Linked DNA regions of Mus musculus: region 2 is linked to region 1. The links are chromatin contacts, called in public HiCAR-type maps. All regions are on one chromosome and are shown on one strand. Each heading gives the region's core, a stretch centred on a gene start, on an enhancer-like site or on the middle of the called end of the contact. The rest is flanking DNA. Distances are from core to core; before and after follow the strand shown. Region 1 has its middle 110 kb from the start of Gm33687. Region 2 has its middle 18 kb from the start of N4bp1.

What was found. HiCAR-type assays count read pairs that join an accessible place to other places.
Region 2: a HiCAR-type map of embryonic stem cells shows a contact between it and region 1, with 4 times the contacts expected there. The contact joins two enhancer-like sites. A contact is called at or near these places in 2 of 115 datasets of contacts at active chromatin or transcription factors (both in embryonic stem cells).

Annotation. Positions count from the first base shown.
Region 1 is chr8:86,390,151-86,395,889 of GRCm38.p6, reverse strand. No RefSeq gene overlaps it. Among named protein-coding and RNA genes, the nearest start is that of Gm33687, 110 kb to the right of the region's middle. Within about 2 kb of position 2,294, at least 5 of the 459 cell types and tissues checked have an H3K27ac peak or open chromatin away from gene starts, as enhancers often do. A contact at or near this core is called in embryonic stem cells, where this site is marked.
Region 2 is chr8:86,900,306-86,906,044 of GRCm38.p6, reverse strand. No RefSeq gene overlaps it. Among named protein-coding and RNA genes, the nearest start is that of N4bp1, 18 kb to the right of the region's middle. Within about 2 kb of position 3,239, at least 44 of the 459 cell types and tissues checked have an H3K27ac peak or open chromatin away from gene starts, as enhancers often do. A contact at or near this core is called in embryonic stem cells, where this site is marked.

The DNA.
Region 1 (5,739 bases), core at 1,045-3,544:
TAGCTAAGAGTATCTAGATCTGCAAGCAGTAGGAAGAGAGAGACTCTGGGCTTAGAATGGGCTTGTTAAAAATCTCAAAGGCAACCATCAGTGAAATACTTCCTCCAACAAGGCCATACCTCTTAATCCTTTCTAATAATGTCACTTTCTGGTGAGCAAGTATTCAAATCTATGAGCCTATGGGAGCTTTTCTCATTCAAACCACCATAAAAAGTCATCTAGCTCAATCTCCAAGGTATGAATTACCTGCTTAAAAACAAAGTCAATTCAGCTAGCTGTGGGGGGTACATGTCTGTTATCTCTGTATTAGGGAGGTAATAAAAGGAAAGTTTCAGTCTAGCCTAGGTTACACAGAAGACCTTACCTCAAATAAATAACAACAACAGGCACTCTCAGTTCATCTTTTGGGGGAGCCTCATTTTCTTTATCAGTGTAATCGAGAAGACAGGACAGACTGAAGTCTACACTCACTGTGATTCTAACATCTAGAGCAAGTGGGAGTAGCAATAAGCAGCCTGCTCCGGTGTATCATCAGGAGTATTACATAAGGAGGAGAAGTACGATATCCTTCCTTCCTCCAAATACCAACATAGAAGTGCTAACCCTAATTGAAGCATTGAGAGGAAATGTGGGCAAATCTGGAAGCTATGCTTAGATATGCCAGCAATACAAACACTTCCATTTCTTTCAGAATGATGATGGACTAATTATAGGCATTGGTTTTATCACCCTGCTTACCAAATGTGTAACCTTGATGGAAGTGTGAAGTTCCCAGAAAAAAATGTAAGAGAGAAGCAGGCATATTTCCTTAGTCTTCTCCATTACTCATTGGCAAGTCCTTACCCAAATCCATTTCTTGAAAGTCATAAGGACAGTCAAAGCAAAAATGTCCCTGATCTACCTGAGGCTCTGGTCAAATGAGCATTAGCATACTTAGAGTCACGCATTCTCTCCCTTCTTCAGGAGTAAGCAATGCCAACCAATGCAGAGGCAGGTTTAGTGACCTGAGAAATGATATCTAGTCAAGGCATATATGACTGGAAGGTAGGACATATTGAAGGTTCTCAGAGGGAAGGGCTTATCAATAGTCCCCTGCAACATCACTTAAACTACAAGAGCCTTATGTGGGGGGGACTCACACAGTGAAATGCACTGTCTTGATTTCAGTGATGGGGACTTGGGAATGCCAGCATTCTTTGAGGCAAGACAGGGAGAAGTTAAAAAGACTTGACTGCTGATAGCAAAGACTATATGAACAAACATTCTGTAATCTGTTTCCAGCCAGACCCTTATTAACAAACTTACTTCTGATTTTATTTATTCAGTCCACAAATATTTTCTGAGCATCTACTTTTTGTTAACTACTGTTCCAGATTTTAGGACATATTAGTGAATGAAATATATAACATTTGCCATCACTGAATTCTTTAAAGGAAAACAAACAGCAACTGAGCAGCTCTGCAAGTAAGAAAATGAAGCTACACGACACCCTCTGTTCAGTGCACTGGAGAGAATGAACAGGGAAGGAGAGATTCTAGTGGGCCCTGTACTCTAGTCAGAGAATGTAGTGGATACAAAGGCAGATGGGATGTTGACCAAGCCAGTTTAGTCCGTTGGCAGGGTCTAAAGGGAGGGAGTGAGGATTAAAGAAAGAAAAATTAATTAGACAACATTATAACATGACTCCAGCCAGTGCTGAGGCTAAAGTGGGTTTACTTTTATCAAGTTTGCTTTTATATCATTCTAGGTACATACAAAGGATATGGTCAGTCTTAAGCCATAAGCAGAGTAGTTAAGGAACAAACAAAGCACAAACAAAGGTCCCATGATTACTGTATTCAGGGTCCTAACAAGTCCCATCAAGATACAAAGAACACACTCCTCAGCTGTATTGTCTTGAACCTAGTTCCTTGTCTTAGCCCAAGGTCAAATGCCTGCCAAATTCCTAGAAGGTGGGCCAAGAGTTCTTTCTCCACCGGATGTAAGGTCAACTCTGGAGTAGTAGCATCACAGTGCCTAGGCATTGAGGAATACTAAAGGGCTGAGGATATAGCTCAGTATTGAGCCCTTGCTTAACACCCAAAGAGCTGCAGCAACACACACACACACACACACACACACACACACACACACACACACACACACACACACACTCACTCACCAAGTGGGGAGAGGGGCTAGGAAGAAAAGGTTACTGAGCTGGAAAAAGGGCAAGTGTGAGTAGAGAAGGAAGAACTGGGCAGGCAGGTGGAAGTCTCTGAATTACTAAAGCCAGCTAGAAACAGAAGACAGGGAACAGGAAGCAGCCTGCTCCCAAGGCCACTAGCAGCAATGGGCCAAGGTTGCCTTAGAAAGCAATCCCATAGAACCCAGGCGGTTGCCTGAAATCTACAACTACCTGGGAGAGGCAGAGAGCCGTGTGAATGAAGAAATTCAGAATTTCTCTCAAAACTGAGGGGTGAGGGCAGGGACACAGTTATTTCCACTGGAGAAAGACTTGGTCTGGTGTTTTCTAGAGATTGCACAGGGTATACGTGGTAGGAATTTGCTAGCAGCAGGAGACAGGATCAGAGCATCTTGGCATGGCAAGGAACAGAAAAACAGTGTAGAAGATTGATCCTGCCAGATACCATCTTCATCCGGTATGAAACAAGCAGAACTAAGCAATGAGCTCCTTGAGGATATAGACTACATGGAGATTTCATTTTAAAGGAAGATATAGATGTGATCTCCAGGATAGTGGAGTTCTGTAGGAAGAGGCGAGCAGGTGGGGTAAAGCATACAGATCCTCACAGGGTTAAATTCTATCCTTTGTTTGGTGTTGGATGATCGGTTGGTTTTGGGGTGTTCAATATGTTAATATGCATCAAGTACTACATTTAAAAAGAATAGAAGGATGGAGGGGTTAACCGGAAAACATGAGTAGATTCAGAGACTCCTCAATGTCAGCGGCTGTTTCAGTTCTCAGGTGAGAGACCACCATTGTGCATACCCCAGGGGTCTGAGATGAGGCTCACTGCCTACCAGCCACACAGACAGGACCAGCCAGCCACACAGCACAGGACCAGCCACACAGACAGGACCAGCCACACAGCACAGGACCAGCCACACAGCACAGGACCAGCCACACAGCACAGGACCAGCCACACAGCACAGGACCAGCAAAATTTTGTTTACTAAAATGAACTTTCACGGAGTTAAGTGGCCAAACATACTAAAACATAAGCTTCGGGCTCATAATGGTTATTGGAATTTCAACTCCCTTGTTTACACATCATCTGTTTCCCCAACTTTAGAAGATCCAGACATCACCGGGAGACAAAGCAACTGGTTCAGGATCATATGGCAAGGCGAGAGCTGACCAGAGTCAGGACTTCTCGAGTCAGCATGCACTCTCTACTCTCTTGATGCCTCTCAAACGCCGAGCATAAGTCATCATCTTGAATGCCATCCTTTTACTCACTGAAGCCCTTGATTGTTACACATATACATTTGAGTGTGTACATGTATGTGAGTGTTTGCATGTGTGCACATGTGTCCTTGAGCGTGTGTGTGCATGTGTATGTGTGTATGCATGTGTGTTAGTGTGTGTGCATGGGTAGATGTGTGTATGTGTGTTTGTGTGAGTATATATGTGTGTGTGAATGTGTGCATGAATATTGTGTGCATGTGTGTATGTGTGAGTGTATGTATGTATGTATTAGTACATGTAGTATGTGTGTGAGTGTGTGTGTGTGTAAATGCTGAGTGGACAGTTGCAAAGTCAGACATTTGAAAGCTCTGGGTATTGATGACTGTCCATGTAGGAGCCTAAGAAAGGAGTATCAGGGGGCATTATGAAATACTGTATTCCAATTTCAGTGCTTAAACAGGCTGAAACTGGCAGAAGCACAACAGTATTTATAGTAGAGGATTTCTAGAGACCTGAGACGCTTAGTGGGTTAAATTTTTATAAGGCATTTTTTGTTAGATATTTTCTTCATTTACATTTCAAATGCTATCCCCAAAGCCCCCTATTCCCTACCCCTGCCCTGCTCCCCAACCCACCCACTCCCACTTCAAAGGTAAACCTTGGTAATAACGGCTGAGCATTGGTGTACTGTAAGCCTTTTTTTTAATAGTTGTGGTCTTGTTTAATCTGCATGGGAATAATTGCTCGTCCTGTTTTGTATTCATAAGTGAGGGAAGTGAGGTTAAGAAAATGAAATGATATGTCCTAAGTCACATAACTATTGGGACAGAGGAGTGATGGAGACAAAGAAGTGGATCTGGATGTAGATGTAAATGCTCTCACCATCCCCCAGCCCCATCTGGGCCAACCTCCATGCACCTTTGCTTCCAGCCCAAGAAAAGCCACCCTGACGACATGCAAGTGGAATGAAACTAAAAATGAATTTATCTTCGCTTGGCCTTGATAACTGAGTAGTGTTTTTGAGGTGACCAGAGTCAGATGGCATTCAGAGACTCTGTCCTGTGTTGCTTGGAGAACTCTGCCTTCTCTCTGACCTGACTGCAGAAAATCCCCAAGCACGGGAGTTGACAGAGGAGAGTGGGAGCCAAACCAGCAGATATGGAAGACACAGCAGAGCACTGGGAACTGCTGAAAAAAACTAAGACCTAGAAAAACTCTACTGAAGATTTATATTCCTTTTAACTCCATTAGGACTTGAGGTAGCTAAAAAAAAAAATCTACTTTTAAAGTAAAGGAAATAGGATTATTGGATTTCGAAATTGGAAGCCATAAAATTTAGAACAATTTTATATAAAACTTCAACTCTTTTAAAAAAAAAACAAAATAAAAGAGTCAGATGGTCTCGAGTAAATCCAAATCTCAAAAGAAGAAGTAGACAAAGGTCTCTCTCTTTGCTGAATGCCTACAAGTCTAGCGCCATAAGCAGGAGCCTCGCTGAGTGGGTCGCTGAGACACCCACTCTGAAGCTAACACCCTGGCTCTGCTTCTTGTAAGGGATGGGGACTGACTATGCTTTCCAGTTTCCTAGACGCCACTCCATGTCCAGGGAACTGTGTATTGTCATGTCTGTACCCACACTTGAGCTCCGTACTTCACCGGCTCGGTAAGGCATTTCTTTTCCACCTCTACCCTTTGTACTTACACTTCTTCCTCAACTCTCCATAAGGTCTTTTTGCAAGGACAACTATCTGATACTTTTGTTATTTTCTGTGGTCCCAAGTCAGCAGTGGCTTAGTGTAACCGCTGAGAGTTGTGTTTAAACCCCAAATCCAATGACACTGAATAGGTTGCTTGTTCGTTTCTTTGTCTGTAAAATAGGAGTTAAATGGGTGTAAAGCACATAGCCTAGCACTGAGAACATACAGGTATTCATTATGCAGTGCCTTTATTTATTTGCCAGTATACAGAACTGACTGGGAGAAAAAGGCTTGAGGCCTGACACACAGCTGAAGCCCTTTGATGGATGACACTCCAATCCATGCCTCTCTGAGTACATAGATACCATTTCTTCCTTCCCAAGATAAGAAGCTGAACCCTTCTTTCATCCACACCACCACTATAGCTCCTCTTCATCTGATTTGAGCATCCATTACCATCTCATTGAAATGCCACTTAGACAAGGTCTCAAGTGTAGAGCTACAGAGGGAGCTTGGAGTAGGCTGGGGTAGAGGACTGCCCCATTAGCATTCAAACCATAATAGAGACCATTATCTTGGCAGCAAAATACCCCAGCAGTAGTGATGGGAGGAAATGGGAGTGGGTTGCCA
Region 2 (5,739 bases), core at 1,990-4,489, 510 kb before region 1:
TTTTTTTTGTTTTGTTTTGTTTTTTTTAGTTTTTCCAGACAGGGTTTCTCTGTGTAGTCCTGGCTGTCCGGGAACTCACTTTGTAGACCAGGCTGGCCTCGAACTCAGAAATCCGCCTGCCTCTGCCTCCAAAGTGCTGGGATTAAAGGCGTGCGCCACTATGCCCGGCTTGACTTTGGGTTTTAAAAGAAATGGATATTTTAAAGAGATTGAAATTTTAAAGTTATTTAGATCTTGGGGATGAATAAGAATGTAAGGGTTGAGACTTACTAGTGATGTGTTTGTGTTGACAAGGGGTCAATTGTACTGGCTAGTTTTATGCCAACTTGACACAGCTGGAGTTATCACAGAGAAAGGAGCTTCAGTTGGGGAAATGCCTCCATGAGATCCAGCTGTACGGCATTTTCTCAATTAGTGATCAAGGGGGAAAGGGCCTTTGTGGGTGGGACCATCTCTGGGCTGGTAGTCTTGGGTTCTATAAGAGAGCAGGCTGAGCAAGCCAGGGGAAGCAAGCCAGTAAAGAACATCCCTCCATGGCCTCTGCATCAGCTCCTGCTTTCTGACCTTCTTGAGTTCCAGTCCTGACTTCCTTGGTGATGAACAGAGTATGGAAGTGTAAGCCGAATAAACCCTTTCCTCCCCAACTTGCTTCTTGGTCGTGATGTTTGTGCAGGAATAGAAACCCTAAGACAGACCTCTATCTCAAACAACAAGAGGAAACCCAGACGAAGTAACTAAAATAAGCCCTGAGGGTCCTAACACCATCCACTTCAGATAATGAAACACAAAAGCACTTAGTGGGGCATCTGGCACATGATAAGTGTTCAGACACTGTTGTGAGAACCACAGAGACAAATGATCTCCGCTTTAGGGATCTCCAGATCCAATGGGCGGGGAGGGAGAAAAGACTGATGGGTGGCTACGCCACTAGCAAACCCAGGGGGAGAGCTCCACCTGCCGCATAGCAAGAGGCAGACCCCACTGTAGCAGCAGCCAATTAGTGCACTCTACTCACCCCCGACTACCCGCCCCAATATTCTGGATTCCCAAGTAAAACGCACACACACACACACACACACACACACACACGCACACACACGTGCATGCACACACGTAGCCTAATATTTAATATGCCTTAAATAGCTCAGTGGATGGGCACATCCAAACATCCCAAGGGTAGCACACTCTCCCCTCTGATACTCCTGAGTCATTACTTACTAGAACCTATATTCCATCTTAGCTGCCCCAAGAAATTCTGTGTGCTTTAAGATTGTGAAAAGGCCCGAGGCCAGTCTTGTCTACATGGTGTCTCAAAATCAATAAAAAAATTTTTTTAAAGACAACTATCTGTGCAAGTAAAAGGGGGGACCTGGAGGGATGGCTCCGTGGTTAAGGACACTAGCTACTCTTACAAATGGCCTGGGCTGGGTTCCCAGCACATACCTGGTGGCTACAACCACCTGAACTCCAGTTTCTCCTATTCCTTGGAACACAGATGGGAGGGGGGAAGAGAAAGAGAGAAATCGTGCACTCCGAGAAGGTGAAGGGGAAGAGCAGGAAGAGAGGCGAGAGGAGAAGGAGACCAAGATGTCTGTTTTATATAGGAAAGAGCTTGGGGAGGGGGAGCCCAGCCCCTGCCCCTGGGCTGGAAAGTTCAGGGTTGGGGGCAGGGTTTGCCAGGAAGGGGCCCGAGGGATGCTAGGAGAACCTGGACCCGTGTAAAGCATACCAAAGTGTGGAGGGGAGGACAAGGGGAGGAGGGGGAAGGATGGAGGGTACTGAGGAGGACTGGGGAGGGGGAGAACAGAGGAAAGGGGACAAGAAAGGAGCCGGGCAAGAAGGGAAATACGAGGAGGGACAGGATGAGAAGAGGAGAGGGGGAAAGGTGGATAAGAAGGAGCAGTTTTGAAATCCGACTGACTTGGTTGGATCAAACACTATTCCCCTGTCTTTAGGAAAGTCAAGTGACATCCCTAAGCTTACACACACACACACACACACGCACACACGCACACACAGGCCCCTTAAGGACCTGCGATGAGCACTGAAGGAATATCCTTGTAAAGGAAAGGCAGACCCTAGACCAGAGAAAGCTCAGTTCAGCGCGCAGCGGCTTCCGGTGGAGCTTGGAAGCGGAGCTGCGGAAGGATGCTGCTAAGCAAGGTGATTCTTCAGGCCAAAGAGGCCCAGGTCCAATGGGTGCCGGTTAAAAATGCAGCCCAGGGCCCACTGTAAGCTAGAGTCTATTCAGTGAGGCCTATGGCTAGCTGGGCCACAGATGTCCTGCTCACAGGTCCACCAAGTCCGCAGTCACAAACACACAGGGAAGTTCTTCAAAAGTGGCCCCTGGGTCAAGGGGAAATCGCTGTTCAGAAGTGACTCTGATGACCTCTTTGCTTGAGGGAGCAAACCTCCAGATTAGATCTGTGGTGGAAGGAGGGGGGAGGGGATGTCTATGTAGACCAAAGGTGTCGAATCCCATGGATCCCTGGGTGCTGGGACTCAAACTCAGTTCCTCTGCAGTTCCTTAGTTACCGAGCCATCTCTCTAGTCCCCTACCTAGGCTAGCAGCTCTCCTCATACCGAGGGGAGCAGAGGGCACTAGCTTGGGTGTGGAGATGCTGGGGGTAAAGAAGGAGATGCTGGTGTGCAACAACTCACCAGATTTTCTCAGGTTTGGCTCAGAAGGTAGGCTTAGATTCTCCACGGATCAGAGCTGCATTGGCGCGATGCGACCAGCAGGTGGCGCCAAGGGCGTAGGCGATTCAAAGCAGAAGCGTTTCCTTCAGTTGCTAGTCAGTAACTGACAAGTTATGAGGTGCAAAAACCTCTGAGATGTTCTCTTTATCCTCTAGCTCCAAGTCTGAGCACCACATTGGCAGGAGGGAAAAAGAGGAAGAGAACTGAAATATCCTCCTTGAGGAAACTATCGGATAAACAGGAGTTTGTGCCTGTACTCTGAGGATTTCTGTAGGTTCAAAACCCCAACCCTAGCAACCTAGCGAGTTCCAGGCCAGCCTGGGCTACAGAAGAAAACCTTGTCTAAAACAAAAAAACAAACAAACAAAACACCCCCCATCCGACCCCACCCCCAAAAGAAACAGAAACGAGGGGCCTGGCTTGGTCTGACCCAACCAAAGACCCAACCAACTACGGGATAGGCAAAGCCAAGCCTTTTATTATGCAAAGGTTTTGTTTGACCAGTGCAGGGTGCAGAACCAACCCTTAAACTAAGTGTGGCTTTTTCAAAGGTTGCACAATTAGCCCAAGAGCTCATATCGCACAAGGTCGAGAATCACCAGCCGCGATGCTTGTTTCCACATTTAAGTCATTTATATCCATCCCTCTTCATGACTCTGGAAATAGCCACATGAACCCTGAACACCTAAGGTGTTCTTAGTCTTGTTGTTTTGTTCTGTTTTTTTTTTTTTAAGTTGAGTATAATTGCAAGGGAAACTGTTTCTTGCCATAATAACTCTTCTCAAAACAGAAAAGAACAAAAACTAAATGCACTGGAGTTACAATTTGTTTCAGTCTGTTTGCCATTGAATTAATTACCTGACATTATCAGTGATGTTGTTTCCACACTGTAGGGCAAAGAGGAGCTTAGCTCTTCCGTAAGAGGAATTTAGGAATTCTAAATAAAAAGAAGGCAGAAGTGATGAGGAGGAAGAGGAGGTGAGGCAGAGAGAGAGAGAGAGAGACATTCTTTCTATCCTATCCATTGCAAAACAAAAGGAATCTTGGTGGTGACCTGGCAGCTCCGAGCTCAGCCTTCCTGCCACATGTGAACGCTTCAGGAAACATCAGTTATTTTTACTAGGAAGCTCAAGGGGAAGGGCGGAGACCCAGCTTCCTGTGAGACTGCCTGACCCTGGTGTCTTAGGCCAAGTATTCTAGCAACTTGAGGAGCCGCGTTCCTTACCACCCCACCCCACCCCAGCTGGTTGATTGCCTCTTCCACAGGCTCCCACCTCTTCCCTTGCTGTAGTGGAGGTGACCTGTGGCAGGAGCAGGAACAAGACAATGGGAAGGGACAAGGAGGTGCTAGTGACCCTTTACTAAACCACCTCGGGAGCCTATGTGCTTGAGGAGCCCTGGCCAATCAAGGTTCGGCCTCGGGAAAGCACACTTCACTCCCATCTTGGTTTCTCAGACAAAGAGGGGTCCAATGAAATTCTGCAGCAAATCCTACTGCAGGCTCCTCACAGCCCCAGACCCGGTACTGCTGCCGGGAGATGCTTCAGAGCTTTACCTCAGCACCTAGTCTCTTTTAACAACAGTTGGGGTTTGTTACCTGTCTCCTATGACCCAGGGATAGAGAAGGACTGTAGAGTCCCTTATCCTACAGGTCACAGGTCTCAGTCCTAAGGAACCAAGGAACCTCTGTCTCCTCAGGTCCACAGGGAAGTCCTGAATAGCACAATATGCCGTGCCTGTTCTTACTGTCACTTCCTAGTTGTGAGGGTTCCAAGTGAGGTACTTCATTGCTATAAGCCTCTATTTCTTTGTCTGTAAGATGGGTACAACCCCACCTTCTAAAAGTTGTTGGGGCCATGTGAGCTCACTCAGATAAAGTTGAAACTGTACAACAGTATTCTGGGTACTAGCATATACTCCAGCCCCTACCCCAGGCAGCTCCTCTTATGCAGAGGTATCTAGGGGAAAAAAAAAACTTGTATGTCTGTGCTCAGGGAACAAATTTTATGCATCTTCTGTTCTAGTTTACTTTCTATTACTGTGATAAAGGCTATGACTAAAAGTAAATTGGGAGGCTGAAGAGATGGCTTAGGGGTTAAGAGCACTGTCTGCTTATTCAGAGGTCCTGAGTTCAATCCCCAGCAACCACATGGTGGCTCACACCATCTATAGTGTGATCTGATGCCTCTTCTGGCATGAGGTGTACATGCAAATAGAATACTCATACATTAAATAAATAAATAAATAAATAAATAAATAAATAAATCTAAAAGCAAATTGGGAAGGAAATTACTTATCTCACCTTAGAACCCTTAAAACCCCAGGTCCTACTCCATCACTGAGAAAAGTCAGGGCAGGAGCTGAAAGCAAACGGACGGTAAGAACTGAAGTGGAGACCATGGAGGTCTGTTTACTACAGCACTCCTTGTGGTTGCTTGACCTGCTTTCTCGGACACCCCAGGACCACCTGCTCAGTGATGCCATGGCCTACATTCCAAAATAAAACAAAACAGCCTCTCTCATGTCAATCACCAATCAAGAAAACAACCCACAGACTTGCCTACAGGCCAAGCTGAAGGAAGCATTGTCTCAGTTGAAGTTCCCTCTTCCCACTGGCCTGAGTTAAGTTGTGTAAACAAACAAACAAACAAACAAACAAAATCGATCCCTCTCGGGGGCGAGAAGACATATGTGCACTGTCTACCCAGCAAAAGTCCCACATCAGAAAAGCTCTTCACATCTTCCAAGGGACTATGGAGTTTTCTGCCCTATATTACAGACATCGCTTTCTTTCTGCTCCCCTTCCAGGAAGATGTGTTCAGCCAGTGTCAGTACCTAGATCACAGGCTGCATGTGAAGTCTGCCATGTGAGGTAACTGGGATGGCTATTCTTGGTTGACCACATCTGGAATTAACTAAAAATCCAAGTGGCTGGGCACACCGGTGAGGGATATTTTTCTTAATTAAATCAATTGCAGTGGGAAGACCCATCCTAAATCCAGATTTTATTTGATTTTATTTATTATCTAAGGAGGGAAG